Linked DNA regions of Pan troglodytes: region 1 is linked to region 2. The links are chromatin contacts, called in public Hi-C maps. All regions are on one chromosome and are shown on one strand. Each heading gives the region's core, a stretch centred on a gene start, on an enhancer-like site or on the middle of the called end of the contact. The rest is flanking DNA. Distances are from core to core; before and after follow the strand shown. Region 1 holds the start of HES5 (hes family bHLH transcription factor 5). Region 2 holds the start of PRDM16 (PR/SET domain 16).

Region 1 (6,422 bases), core at 3,147-5,646, 430 kb after region 2:
TGAACTGACTTCCCAGGCAGCAGGGCGTTTTGCAGACTTCGAGTAGAGTTTCCACCCAGAGGCCCCCAAGCAAGGGCTTCAGGGGCTGGAAGAGGAAGAAGCTGGGAGCTATGGTTTCCCCTGACCCTCCTTCCCCAGGTCAGCCTGGCTCCTGGCCCCCGCCAGCCTGCCTGTTCCCCACACCCCAAGCTGGAAACCCCTGGGGACAGGAACACCAGGTCGGGGGTGCCCGGCACCACACCTACTTCCTCAGCTGGAGGCAGGGCCTGGGAGGGATTGGGGGGGCTGCCACTGCCTGGGCGGGGAGGGGGCAGCAGGAGGGAGTTCGTGGTTCTTCTCCAAAAAAGCTCCTCCTTTTTGTCTTCTCCAGTTGCGGCAAAATATATATAACATAAAACAACCATCTTAGCCATTTCTCAGCACAGAGTTCCATGCCATGAAGAGCATTCGTGATGCGCCACCGTCACCACCGTCCACCTCCAGAAAATGTCCATCTCCCAAGCCGAACCTCTGTCCCCAGGAACGCTTACTGCCTAGTCCCTCCCAGCCCCTGGCACCCACCATTCCACTTTCTGTCTGTGAATCTGACGACTCTAGGGGCCTCCTACAATGGCACCACCTGGGATGGGCCCTTTTGTGACTGCTTTATGTCACTGAGCACAGTGTCCTCAAGGTGCAGGCCTGCTGTGGCCTGCGTCACAACCTCCTTCTCTCCTGAGGCTGAAGAACGGTCCACTATGTGGAAGGACCACATTTGTTTGTTCACAGACAGTGGGGCGGCGGCCGCGTCTTGGGTTTGGGAACCGCACTGCTCTGAAGACAGGGCCCAAATAACTCCCCCAGGTCCTGCTTTCCATTCTCTTGTGCATGGACCTAGAAGTGGAGCTGCTGGGTCCTATGGTTGCTCTGTGCCTCATTTTTGGGGGAACTGCCAAGCTGTTTTCTAGTGTCTGCGCCGTTTGACCTTCCCAGTACCACGTCCTGCTTTGGAGCTGGGAGCAAATGCCCCTGGAGCTTCCCATCGCCCCCCACCCCCACGGGCCCCTCCCCTCCGAGGAGCTCTTCGCTTTGCTGTCGGCCCTGGAGGGAGTGGTGCTGGGCGTGTGGATTATTTAGAAATGGGTCATGGTTCTAGACGCGTGCATTCTAGCTTGATCATGCCCAACTTGTAGGTTTTGCCTGAAGGCCCCCTGCCTCAACAGTTGCTGAGCTGTGGAGGAGAATAGAGAGTCCATGTTTCATGGGGACAGAGGTTCAGCTTGGAGAGAAGGACATTTTCTGGAGATGGACAGTGGTGATGGTGGCACAGCATCGTGAATTGAGACAGCAAAGTGCCCTGCCTCAATGTCTGTGTATGTGGAGGCAGGAGGAGTATTGCCAACTCTAGATGTGCCAACCCCACCCCAACTATCAAGCCCCTTAGACTTACTGAGCCCTCCAGGGTTGGGGGCTCAGGGAGGTGCAGGCAGGACAAACTCCCTCCCTCCTCAAAGCCCGGCTGGGGCAAGAACACCCCCATCCCACGCTGAGCTGCTGGGGGCAGCCAAGGTGGAGGATCCCAGCCCCCCAACACTTCACAGTGCTTCTGTGGAGCAGAGCCTGCCAGCCTGGAGCAGCCTCCAGCCCTCCCTCCTCCAGCCCCCTCCGCAGCCCACCGTGGATGGTGTGAGCCGGGAGCCTAGTGAGTTTCCCACACTTTGGCCCCATTCACAGTGTTAAACGGCCCACAAAGGCCAGGCGTGTGCCTCGGAGGCCGCCAGAGCTGCCATCTGGCCCGAACTCAGGGAGGGAACCAGCCTTTCATCCGGCCAGGATTCAACACCATTCATTTCATATTTCCCACAACTGAAAATTGGATCAAAGCTGCTCCAGTCCAGGGGGAGGGAGGAAGAGGCGGGAGGCAGCAGCCCCCACACAGCCCACCCACCACCCTCACCTCCGGCAGGCCGCCATCCTGGCCCACTGCGGGTGGGCGGGCCGTGGGGGTGGGGAGGTTGGACCACATCTCCCGGCGGCACGTGTCTCCTGTGGGCTGAGGAGCTGGCTCAGGGGAAGGGACCAGGACAGGACACAAGCCCCAGCCACCTGCCGCTCCAAAGCCTGCGGGAGCAGGGCCTGGCCTCAGTGCCACCCCCATATCTGGGCACAGGCCCTGTCCCCGCTGCCAGCAGCTGGGTGGTCAGGGCACACGTGGCTCAGGTTCCGTTTCCTGCTGGCGGAGGTGGTGGCCAGGGCCTGCCTGGGCTGGGGCCACCTGCCTGTGCTCCCGCACCCCTAGCCCCTGGCTAAGCACCTCCTTGATGTGGCCGCTGGACCAGCAGCGTATAGGTCACGGGCACACGGGTGACTACCTCGTCCTGCCCTCCCCACCCCCAGTCCCACCCCAGGGAGCCCATAGGCAAGGGACATGCCACAATGTGACTGCCGCCAGCATGAACCCCACTTCAGCTGCGAAATAGCTCCACTGAACACAAGCAGATCCCCTGTGTAGCCGGGAGTCCACAGCCCATAGCCAGTGCCAGCCGCCATCAATGCCCAGAGCTGTGGGAGCCATGGCGTGAGCGCGTGGCCTGGACACCCCCACACAGGTTGCCCTCCTGCATCCAACAAGGGCCAGAGTGTTGTGGTGGGACCCCACCTGCTCAGAGATGAGCCCCCAGCAGTCCCAGCCCCCAGTGTCACCGCCTCCCTCTGACAGCCTGGAGCATGAGTCCCCTTCAAGGGAGGTGTTGTGGGAGTCCTGCGGGGGTACGAGGGTGAATAGGGGCTCCCTTCCTGCCACCTCCAAAGTCACCTGTTTCCGCCTGGGAGCCTCCCAGCCTAACCCTTCACAATGGCGTCCAGCTGGCCTGTGGGAGGGCCACCCTGCATTGGCTTGAAGTCCTGTCTTCCCCTGCTGTCCCAGCACTGTCCTGGCTGCCCCCTGGACCGTCCATCCTTGTGCTGAGGACCTCCTGGAGCTAGGCCCACCAAGCGGGTCACTCAGAGCCGGGGGTCACTGCCGAGAGCCTCCGGGGAAGGCTCCTCATTGGACCCTGCCAGCTGGCCAGGGAACCCCACTCCTGGATTCAAACTCTGCCTAACCAGCCCTGATGCCAGCCCCAGCTCTGGGGGCTAAGGCCCTTCTGCTAGGACCCGGCAGGGTCCCAACCTGTCTCTAGGAGCCAGCCCAGGCCCCGAATCCTCTCCTAGTCTCTGCTGCAGAGCATTTGAGGAACTGTGACCGCAGGCTAGGGGGTGGGGGTCTCCCAAGGGACCCTCCCCTAAGGACCCAGGGTGGGATTCATTGCCCCAAAGTGGCTGCGGGCACTCAGCTCAGTTGGCCAGGTACCGGGGTTATTAGCTCATCCCGTGGACCGGTGGTTGGGGGCAGGGGGCTAGGGCTGGCATGGCCTCTGATCCTCAAGCCTGCCACCTGGCACCCACTCCCTACCCACTGGCAAAATGCCGGAGGAAAGCAAACCCTACAAGTGCCCTGGCTGCCAGAGAGACTAGGTGGAGCTGTGGCATGCATAAACAGTGGCCACAGCAAGCGTGCCAAGAGCCGAGGCCTCCCGAGCTGCGTGGACACTGTAGTCAGATCCCTGGCCAGATAGGGGTGGGGAGAGGCCCCTGAGGGACACCTGCCAGCTCGTGGAGCAGCCCCAGTGCTGCTGTGGGTTACAGTGCTCCTGGGAGGACAGGGTGCAGGAAGCGGGGAGAGCTGCCGGGTGCCGGGCTCCACGTGGAGCACGGGCCCCAGCTTCCTGGAGCTGCCTGGAGCCCAGCCAGGAAGGCACAAGGCCCGTTTTCTAGGTCTGGAGAAGTCAGGAGTCCCAGGTGACAGTCAGGGGGCTTGTAATATAGACACGTAGGACTGATCCTAAGAGCGTGGCCCCCTCTGTCCCCCTCCCCTGGAGGGGCAGCAGGTCCCAGTCAGGGAAGGTGCCCATCCCCCAGGAAGCCGTGGCACTTGTTCATTCTACAGCTTTTCCCTTATCTGTGCCTACGGCCTCTGCCAGCCAGCAGTGGGGAGCCGCTGGGGAGAGGCAGGGGAGGGGAGCGGAGGGGAGGGCGGGGGAGGGGGCCCTCCTTCCTGCCCCCCTCCCCACTTGGTGGCCTGGGTAAAGGCAGCATATTGAGGCGCGGGGCTCCCGGCATCAGGCCCCGGGATGCTAATGAGGGCGAGCGCGTTCCCACAGCCCGGACATTGTGCCGCGCGGCCCACCTGCTCCTTGGGGAGCGCCCATTGTGCCCGCGCCAATTCACAGGCAATTTAGCGTGCGCTAATGGGCCGGCGCCTTTGTGCGGCCCGCGCGGCCATTGGCCGCGGAGTGTGGGAACGGCCGCGGCGCCCGGACTCCAGGCGCCAGGCCGCCGCCCGCGCCTATATAGGGCGTCGGCGCGCGGGGCCGGTGTCCGCGCCAGCCCGGGACGCGCTTGGCCCTGCCCGCGCCCGCTCGCCTCGTCTCGCCCGGCCTCCCCGCGTCGCCTCCTCGCCTGTTCCGCGCCAGGCATGGCCCCCAGCACTGTGGCCGTGGAGCTGCTCAGCCCCAAAGAGAAAAACCGAGTAAGTACCAGGCTCGCCCGGCGCGCTGTCCCCGAGGCCTCCGGTCCTCGGGGGTCCCTGCGCCGTGCCGGGCCAGCCTGACACCCCCTCCTCCCGCAGCTGCGGAAGCCGGTGGTGGAGAAGATGCGCCGCGACCGCATCAACAGCAGCATCGAGCAGCTGAAGCTGCTGCTGGAGCAGGAGTTCGCGCGGCACCAGCCCAACTCCAAGCTGGAGAAGGCCGACATCCTGGAGATGGCTGTCAGCTACCTGAAGCACAGCAAAGGTGAGCGCGCCCGGGCCCCCCGCGCCCCGAGTTCCCACCGCGCCCCGGCTCCCCCGCGCCCCGCCGCCCGCTCACCGCCGCCGCGTCTCCCCGCAGCCTTCGTCGCCGCCGCCGGCCCCAAGAGCCTGCACCAGGACTACAGCGAAGGCTACTCGTGGTGCCTGCAGGAGGCCGTGCAGTTCCTGACGCTCCACGCCGCCAGCGACACGCAGATGAAGCTGCTGTACCACTTCCAGCGGCCCCCGGCCGCGCCCGCCGCGCCCGCCAAGGAGCCCAAGGCGCCGGGCGCCGCGCCCCCGCCCGCGCTCTCCGCCAAGGCCACCGCCGCCGCCGCCGCGCACCAGCCCGCCTGCGGCCTCTGGCGGCCCTGGTGACCCGGCGGGACCTGCGGGCGCGCGGCCCGACGACCAGAGGGCGAGCCTGCTCCTCTCGCCTGTAGGGAAGCGCCTTCCCGCCGTCGTCCGCCCCGGGCTTGGACGCGCCCTTCTCCGGAAGGCTCTGGCCCCAAGCTGGCCGGCCCGCAGGAGCCCCATTCTCAGAGAATGTGTGTGCAGAGTCCCTGCCGTTTTAGGACAATCAGGGCCCATCTTCTGCCAAGTGTCTGACCCCATGGGGTTGTTCTGTGTTTGCATTTAAGCAAGTGACTTCTGGGAAGTCCCCGGCCGCCCGGGGTTCTATGATATTTGTAGTGCCGGGGCTCGCACACTGCTACCCCCAGCCTGTAGAGGACTTTCTTCAGGGCCCGTAGCTGCTGGGCGTACCCCTGGCAGGCGGGTTGTGCCGCGGGCACATTTGCCTTTTGTGAAGGCCGAACTCGAGCTGTATCCTCATAGGAAACAGTGATCACCCCGGACGGGCGTCCAGGACCCTGAGGGCCATGGCCAAAAGGCTCCTGAGTGTGCCTGGTGGTCTGGCTGGGGCTCATGGTGGGCTGTCTGGGGAGGGTGGGTGCCTCCACTATGATCCTTAAAGGATTCCTCTGTGTGGGTGGATGCGTGTGGGCACGACTTTGTACTCAGAAATTGAACTCTCAGTCACGTGGAAGCCACGGGACTGCTCTGAAGCCGCTATAATAAAATCTGATTGTTCAGCCCCCAACACAGTCTGTCGTCTGCTGTGCCTCACACCTGTCCTTGGCAGCCACGGAGCGGGTCTGCAGGGGTGAAGGGGAATGGGCAGGGCCATGGTAGCAGTTAAGCAGGGAGGGACCCCTGCCAGTGGCCCCCTGGACCCCGGAAGAAGGGTGGGTCCTTGCTCCGGAAGAACAGGGAGAGGGAGGGATGGAGAGAAAGCAGGTGAGGGGCAGGGGCAGGGGGAGGTGGGCTGGAGGGGTGGACATGGTCGGAGCCCTGGGTCTCCCCCCACCCAGGGCTTTCACTAGCTTCCGGAAGGTAGGGGTGGGGCAAGGTGACAGCACAGAACCTTAGGCTGTGTCCACTGAGAGGCGACCCAGGGCCACAGCCCGCAGTAGATCTGTTGCTACAGCCAAAGGGGCTTGGCCATGGGCCAAACAGGAGAAAACATCTGCCCCGAGTTGCTGCTGCACACTCCCACGGCCTGCAGCGCCAGTCCTGGCATGGGCTCCGGGGACACCTGCCCGCTGGCCAC
Region 2 (6,482 bases), core at 1,631-4,130:
GCCCCCAGGCTCAGGTGGAGGAGGCTGTAGGTTTCCCATCAGCTGAGCCACAGCCCCGGCTTGGGTGCCCCAGTGGCCACCTCTGTCCTTGGAAAGCTCAGCTGGAAGCCCGGGTCACCCCCGGAGCCGCCACCATTCGGCCCTTCACAAGACCCAACCCAGAGGAGTAACCCACCTGAACTGAGGCTTGGAGTGGGGTCTCCAGGGAAACACAAACGAAATTACACCTCCAGATGCACACTCGGCGGTGGCCCCCGAAATGCTGGGTCATGGGGTCACCTCCACTGGCCTGGTTGCTGTTCTGTGCCCAGCCTGAATACCAACCTGGTAACCATGACCTTGCCCCTGCCCCACCCCACAGTCCCCTGACCTGGTCAGCATTGTGGGGAGGGGAGGACCTGCTGGCTGGAGTGCTGGCCCTACCGCCTCTGACTCGGGTAATGGACTATGGTCCCCGGGGAAGTTCACATCTGCTTAAAATATCGCCTGATGAAGTGCAATTCTTCAGCGGATCCTGCCTTGCTCAGGGCAGGCAGTGTGATCCTGAACCTGCCTCAGCCACCTTGGGGGGCCTGGGACAAGCGGTCCCAGCTGTGGAGCCTGGAAGGAGGGGTTCCCAGCGCTCGGCCAAGTGTGGACAGAGGGCCGAGGCCTGGCAGTCACCTCTCATGGGGTTTTTCCTCACTAAAGACTCTCGGGAAAAGGAAGCCAGCGCTCGGCGCTCCCGCTGGGCCCGGCTCTCCGGCCTCCTGGCCAGATGGCTGCCAGGCACCAGTTCTGGTCCTGAGCGGACCCGGTCCCGGGCCACCTTCCCCACCTGGCAGAGGTGGAGCCGGCGGAGAGCTGGGGCCTCTCGGAAGTTTCCAGGGCCGCGCGGGTGCGCCGAGTCCGCCTCTCGCTTGCAGCGAAGGCCCCGGCGTCAGCGCGGCCGGTTTCCCCTTTCTCGCTCCAGCTTAGGGCCCATCCTGGGCGAGGGCCTGACCTGGCGGCCCACACGCAGCCCCGTGGTCCCGACTCTGAGCAGGCCCGCGGTGCACACACAGAACCGAACCCGAACACGCACACGCACACCCCACGCGCGGAGGGCCCGCAACGCCGCGCACAGACAGCCCCTTCGCGTCGGCGGCGAAACGCCCGGTCTTGTTCGCACCAAGAGGGGTCAGAGGTCACGGGAGGCCGAGGCCGAGGGCACCCGGCAGCGGAGCGCGGCGGGAAGGGGGCGCCTCACCCAGGGGCCGGGAACGGCCGATGGCGGGGCGCAGGAGCGTCCGGCACAAACTCGGGAGCTGCTTTTCCCTGGTGCACAGAGCGCGGGGCCTACGGCCGCGGGGCAGCTGTTGGGACGAGCCGGGCGGGCCCCGAGCCGAGGGAGCGGAGCTTCGGAAAACCGCCGCGAGTCCCGCGCGCACCCGGCTCACGTTTGGGGGCTCGGCCCCGGGAGCTGCGAGGCCGGACTGGAGGGACCCGGCCCCGGAGGCGCGGACGGAACGGCGTGGGTCGGGCGGGGACCTCGAGGGGAGCGGCCCGGGCGCCTCTTCTGCGGGTGGGCGGGCGGGCGGCCTGCAGAGGAGGGGGCGGCGGGAGCAGGCGGCGCCGATTCCGCTCCGCGCGGCGCTGGCCGCTTCGCTGCACCCGGGGCTTCGGCGGGGCTGCGGGAGCCGCGCTGGCCGGGCCGCGGCGCCGCCTGTCCTCACCTGCCCGCCCGCCTCACCGCGGATGGCGCCGGCGACAGGGGCTGCGGGGTGCGCGCGGGCTGCTCGGAGGCGCTGTGGCGGGCGAGGGCGCGGGTGGCTGGAGCACCCGGCCCGCGGCAAGGACCGGCTGGCGGCAGGCGGGGCGCGCGGAGCCCGGGGCTCGGCCGAGACGGAGCGAAAGAGAAAGTAAGACCGGGGACCGGGCAGTCTGGCCGGGGCAGCTCTGTCCCCGCCGGGCCCGGCTGTGCCAGGCAAGCGGGTACAGAGGGGTCCACGCGGGCCCGAGGGCGGCAGCGGCGGGTCGGGAGGTGGCCGGGTGGGTCCCTCCTGTCGGAGGCACGGTCGCCCCGGCGGCCCGCGCAGGCTGCCGGCGTCCCAGAGGAGCGCCCTCCACCACGCGGGGCACAGCCGGGGATAAACTTCACGACCACAGTTCCTAGCCCGGGCAAAAGTCTCCATTTTGCTCCCCAAGTGGCTGCGGCTGTCCCGCCGTCGCCACCCCTGCCCCTGCGCCCGCGGAGCCGGGTGGGCGCCGGCCCGCGCCCCCTCCTCCGCCCCTCCCCGGCTCGGGGTCTCCCTCCTCTGCGCCCGGCTGGCGGACGCCAAAGGCGGTGCTCTAGCGCCCACTATTTCAAAAGCCCGGAATATGATTTGACCAGGACTGAGAGCCACTCGGAGAGAGAGAGGGAGAGAGCGAGCGGGGAGGAAAAAGTTGCTCTCCCCTTTCGTCAACTTTTCGCTAACTTTCACTTTTCGCTCCCCTCCACCCCCGGCCCTCCCCCTCCGCCCCCCTCCCCGGCCCCCACCGCGCGCCTCGGGTTCCCGGGCCCGAGCGCCTGACACTGGTGGGGGGGGAGGGGGTTCCGCGGGGAGGGGGCCGGCGCCTTCGGGGAGCGCGCGGCCCGGGCGCCCCGAGCCTCCGCGCCGAGCCCGGTCGCCCCGGAGCGCGGGAGGCGGAGCAGCCCCCCGGGCCGCGCGGCCGAGCCGGGGGCCCGGAGCCGCAGGCGCGCCGGCCGCGCCCCGACGCGCACCCCTGGCCCGGGCGCCCCGGCCCGGCGGCCCCGGCCCCGGCGGCGCGGCGCGGCCGAGCGCGGGAGACTTACTTTTGGCTAGCTTCCTCGCCCTCGCCTTGGATCGCATGGTGTCGGCTCGCGGAATCTCTCTCCTCCTCCTTGAGTCCAGAAGCAGCCACACACTATCTTCATCTCCCCAGCATTGTCAGTTTGGACACCTTCGCACATGCGCACAGAGCACTCAATCTGACACCCCTCGCCGGGGCCAAAAAAACTTTGCAATGTATTCATCATCCTCATCGTCGCGCCGCCGCCGCCGCCGCCGCCGCCTCGGCGCGGGATTGGGGGGCTCTCCTCGGCCTTCTCGGTCTTCGTCTCACTTATCTCTCCCCCCTCTCCCCCCCCCTTTTCAGCGCAGCTCGGAACTGGCCCTTTAAGAAAACATTCCGTGTTCGGCGCTCCCGCCCGGGGCCCGCACCCCGGACACTTTAAAAGGACCCAGGTGGCCCCGGAGGCGAGGTGACTATCCCCCCACCCTGCCCCTGCGTCGCGGCGCGTCGCGCTGCTGCTCCCGCCCCAGCCGGGGCCGAAGATGGGGCGGCGGCTGCGGTTTTCCACACGACTTCCTTGGATCTCGGGGCACACGCGCCGATAGTTCGGACGCGAGTCCGGGCTGGTTTTGCTCCGTTTTACTGCGTTTGATTACTAATTTAAAAGCTTTGCGTTCCCCGTCGCCCCGGCCCGCTTTTCTCCTGCATTCTCCCCTCGGCCCCCGTCCCCGCCCTGCGATCGCTGGAGGGGGCGTCGGGGCTCGCGCGCCAGAACCCGGCTCCTCCGAAGCCCCCTCCGGGCCCCACCGCCCCCCTCGGGCCTCCCGGCCCCCGCCTCCTCCCCTTCGCCCCCACCCAACGGCTGCTGCTTCGGGCTTCGCGGCTCAAAAACAACAGCGGAGGCGCCGCCAGCTCCGCGCTCCGCCACTGCCCAGGCCGGCGGGCGGCACTCGGACCCGCCGCCCTCGGTCCCTCGCGAGGCCACGGAGGCCAACACGCCTCGCACGGGGGGACAGCGCGGGGGCAGCCGTCCAAACACCAGGCGTCCTCGGCTGGTCGTCCCAGGGCGCCCGCACCTCTCCGCCCGCGCTCTCCTGCCGCCGCGCCCCCAAGGTGAGTACCCGGCTGCGCGAGCGCCCGAGCTGGGCCACCTTCGGGGACCCGAGCCTCTGGGGACACTCCCCTCTGGCCTCTCGGGGCCCAGGTGCGTAGCGGGCGGAAAGGCCGGCGGCGCAGGTGGAGCAGCTCGGACGGGAGCCGACCAGACGCTTCCTCTTCCCCTGTAGTCCCCAAACTCCGAGGCGCTGCGGTGGAGGGGCCGGGCTGAGCGCAGGCAGGGTGGCCCGGGCCCAGGAGCCTGACGGCCTGAGTGCGGATTTCTCATCTGAGTATCTGGGAATCGAGAATGAATTGGAAGAAAACCGAGGCGCTGCCCTGGCCAGGTTGCTGCCCCGCACCCTTCCGGAGCACCGAAGTCCTGCCCGGCAACGGGACTTGGAGCTGCCGCAGAGTCAGCCTGAGCCCGAGGCAGGGGTCGCGCCCGCGATGCGGGGTCTCTGCGCCGCCCCGCGAGGCTCCTGGCCGTGCCCTCCCTGCCCTTTGTTGTGTAATGAGACCTGTGGCGGCTCCACTGAGACCCACACGTGCAACTCCGCGCCTCCGCGTTAAAGGAGGTGAAACGCAGCAGCCCTGAGAAACCCCGAGACCCCGGTGTCCTAGCAGAGGCGCCCCGGATGGGGAGGGGCGCGGGGCCGGCGCCACCCCAGAGGAAAAGCCCAGCGGAGCCGGGTTGGGCAGGAGCTGGCGGCGGCGGTGCGCTGGGCCTTCTGCCTTGGATCCTCCGCGGTCGGCACCGCTTCCCTGCTCAGATTCGAACCCAGATTCGGCTCCCAAGGCTCCCACGACTCCAGGGTGCCCAGTCTTGCAGCCAGCTCGCCGCCCGAGCCCCGGATGGAGGAAGCGCTCACTGGCCGCTACCTCCGCTGTTTCTGGCACCAGGTGAGTGTCGCCTAGAGAAGGGCCATGAGCAATGGCACAGCCCCATTCCCTGCCGTCCTTTCGAGGGTCTGTCGACCCCTTTACCCACCCTCCCCACACCCTGACCATCTTTCTACAGGGGTTGGGGCAGAGAACAGCTCAGTTTACAGGCCCGGCTCTGGAGGTCTTGATCTGCCTAGCCAACTAGGGCACCGCTGCAGCTTTGCACGGCCAAGGCCAGTTCTGAACCTGCTCACCCCAGTGGGTGGGAGGTGCTGGAGCCCAGGAACACGGGCGCTGTCTTGCCTAAACCCCACCAAGGGCAGGTTCCCAACGGTGGGCCCAACCTGGCTGGAGCTGCTGGCTAGAAAGGACTCAAGGTCACTCCCATATCTCTGCACCCAGGTCCCCCTTGCTCCTGCCTGAAGCCTCCGCAGGTTTGGGAGGAGGCCTGGGGAAGTTACTATGGTGCCTGCGAACCACTCCCACCTGCAGAGAGGGTCCCTTCCCCACCCTCACCCTGCAGCCCAGCAAAGACCTCCTTTGCCCCTGGCCTGGAGGTAGCCAACAGATGCCAAGGTTGTGCAGTCCTGGCCTTCTTCTACGGGTGCCCCAACTCTCTCAGGCCCTCTCCCTGCCTCCTCCTCCAGCTCAGGAGGTGGTTCTCAGAACCCTGGTCAGGCTAGGACAGGACAGCCATCCCTGGCCTGTTGCCAGCCCCTAGGGAAGAAGGGCAGGAGGTATGGGAGCAAGCTGGTCTGTGCCATCTGGTCCTTGCCCTCCACCAGGCTGTTGGGTAGGGATGGGGTCATGGATCTGCCTGGGAAGGGGTAGCTGCCGGTCAAGCCTCGCCAGGGAGACAGCCGGGCTGCCTACCTGCAAGGCACTGACGCAGCCCTGGCTCCAGTGGGGCAGTGTCTCCCCAGCCTGCTTGAGGAGCCCAGGCAGGCTGTCCCCAAGGCCATGGCCCTGGCCGAGGTTGCATCCTGGCCTGGCCAGGCCCTGCCCCCGCGTGGCCAGACTTAGAAGCGGAGAGCAGGTCAGGCATTGAGGAGTCCCGTGGGGAAAAAGGGTGAAGCAGGGAAGATCAGATGCAAGTCCTCCCTGGGGCCCAGTTCTGTGTCCCTGCCTGGCAAGGGCTTTGGGGGGCTTGGAGAACAGATAGGGCAAATGTAGGCCCAGTGGGGAAAAGGTTGATACTAAAAGGTCTAAGGGCAATTTTCAAACCAAGTCTAGCTCTGCAGAGCCTTGGGGCTGATGCCAGGCCCTGGGGCCCCTGCGCTGGGATTGTAAGTGCTGTGAGCTCATTCCTACTGACCTCCTTGGGTCGTCCAAGGACAGTGAGTGTGGGTTGGCCACATAGAGGCTCCTACACTGGACAACTGCACGCTGCTGTCGAGTTCCAAAACCAATTTCATAGCTGGGGTCTTGGAGGCTAGAGAGGGGCTTTAACCACCAACTTCTGCTGGGGTCTGGGCAGAGAGGGAGTCCATGGAAACTCGATTTCTCCATGAGCCCTGCAGACTCCCAGTGTTTCTAACGGCTGGAGACCCATGACCAGGTTAATTCCTTAGGGAAAAGGCCGGGTTTGAGAGCCAGAAATGCTGGTCCTGCAGTGCTGGAGGAAGCATCTTATTAGCGAGTAGGAGGCCCCCAAGCCCCAGGGGTTCCCCAGAAGCCCATTGAGTAGCAGAACTACCATGCCGGCCTGCCCTCCACTCCCGGAATCTACAAATGCATTCAAGGGC

Evidence for each region. Hi-C and Micro-C count contacts between places; a contact is called where the count stands out from the background.
Region 1: a contact with region 2 is called in a Hi-C map of induced pluripotent stem cells, with 1.7 times the contacts expected there. The contact joins the promoter of HES5 here to the promoter of PRDM16 in region 2. A contact is called at or near these places in 2 of 7 Hi-C or Micro-C datasets (induced pluripotent stem cells and stem cell-derived neural progenitor cells).

The regions. Positions count from the first base shown.
Region 1 is chr1:229,452,007-229,458,428 of NHGRI_mPanTro3-v2.0_pri, forward strand. It overlaps HES5 (hes family bHLH transcription factor 5), which reads left to right and starts at 4,397. Exons shown (of 3, transcript XM_524847.6): 1 at 4,397-4,549; 2 at 4,649-4,814; 3 at 4,911-6,051. The coding sequence starts at 4,496. The coding sequence ends at 5,188.
Region 2 is chr1:229,020,854-229,027,335 of NHGRI_mPanTro3-v2.0_pri, forward strand. PRDM16 (PR/SET domain 16) reads right to left here and starts at 2,881. Exons shown (of 17, transcript XM_016952782.4): 1 at 2,798-2,881. The coding sequence starts at 2,834. LOC748078 (a long non-coding RNA gene) reads left to right here and starts at 1,582. Exons shown (of 6, transcript XR_001717380.4): 1 at 1,582-1,880; 2 at 3,121-3,870; 3 at 4,044-4,755.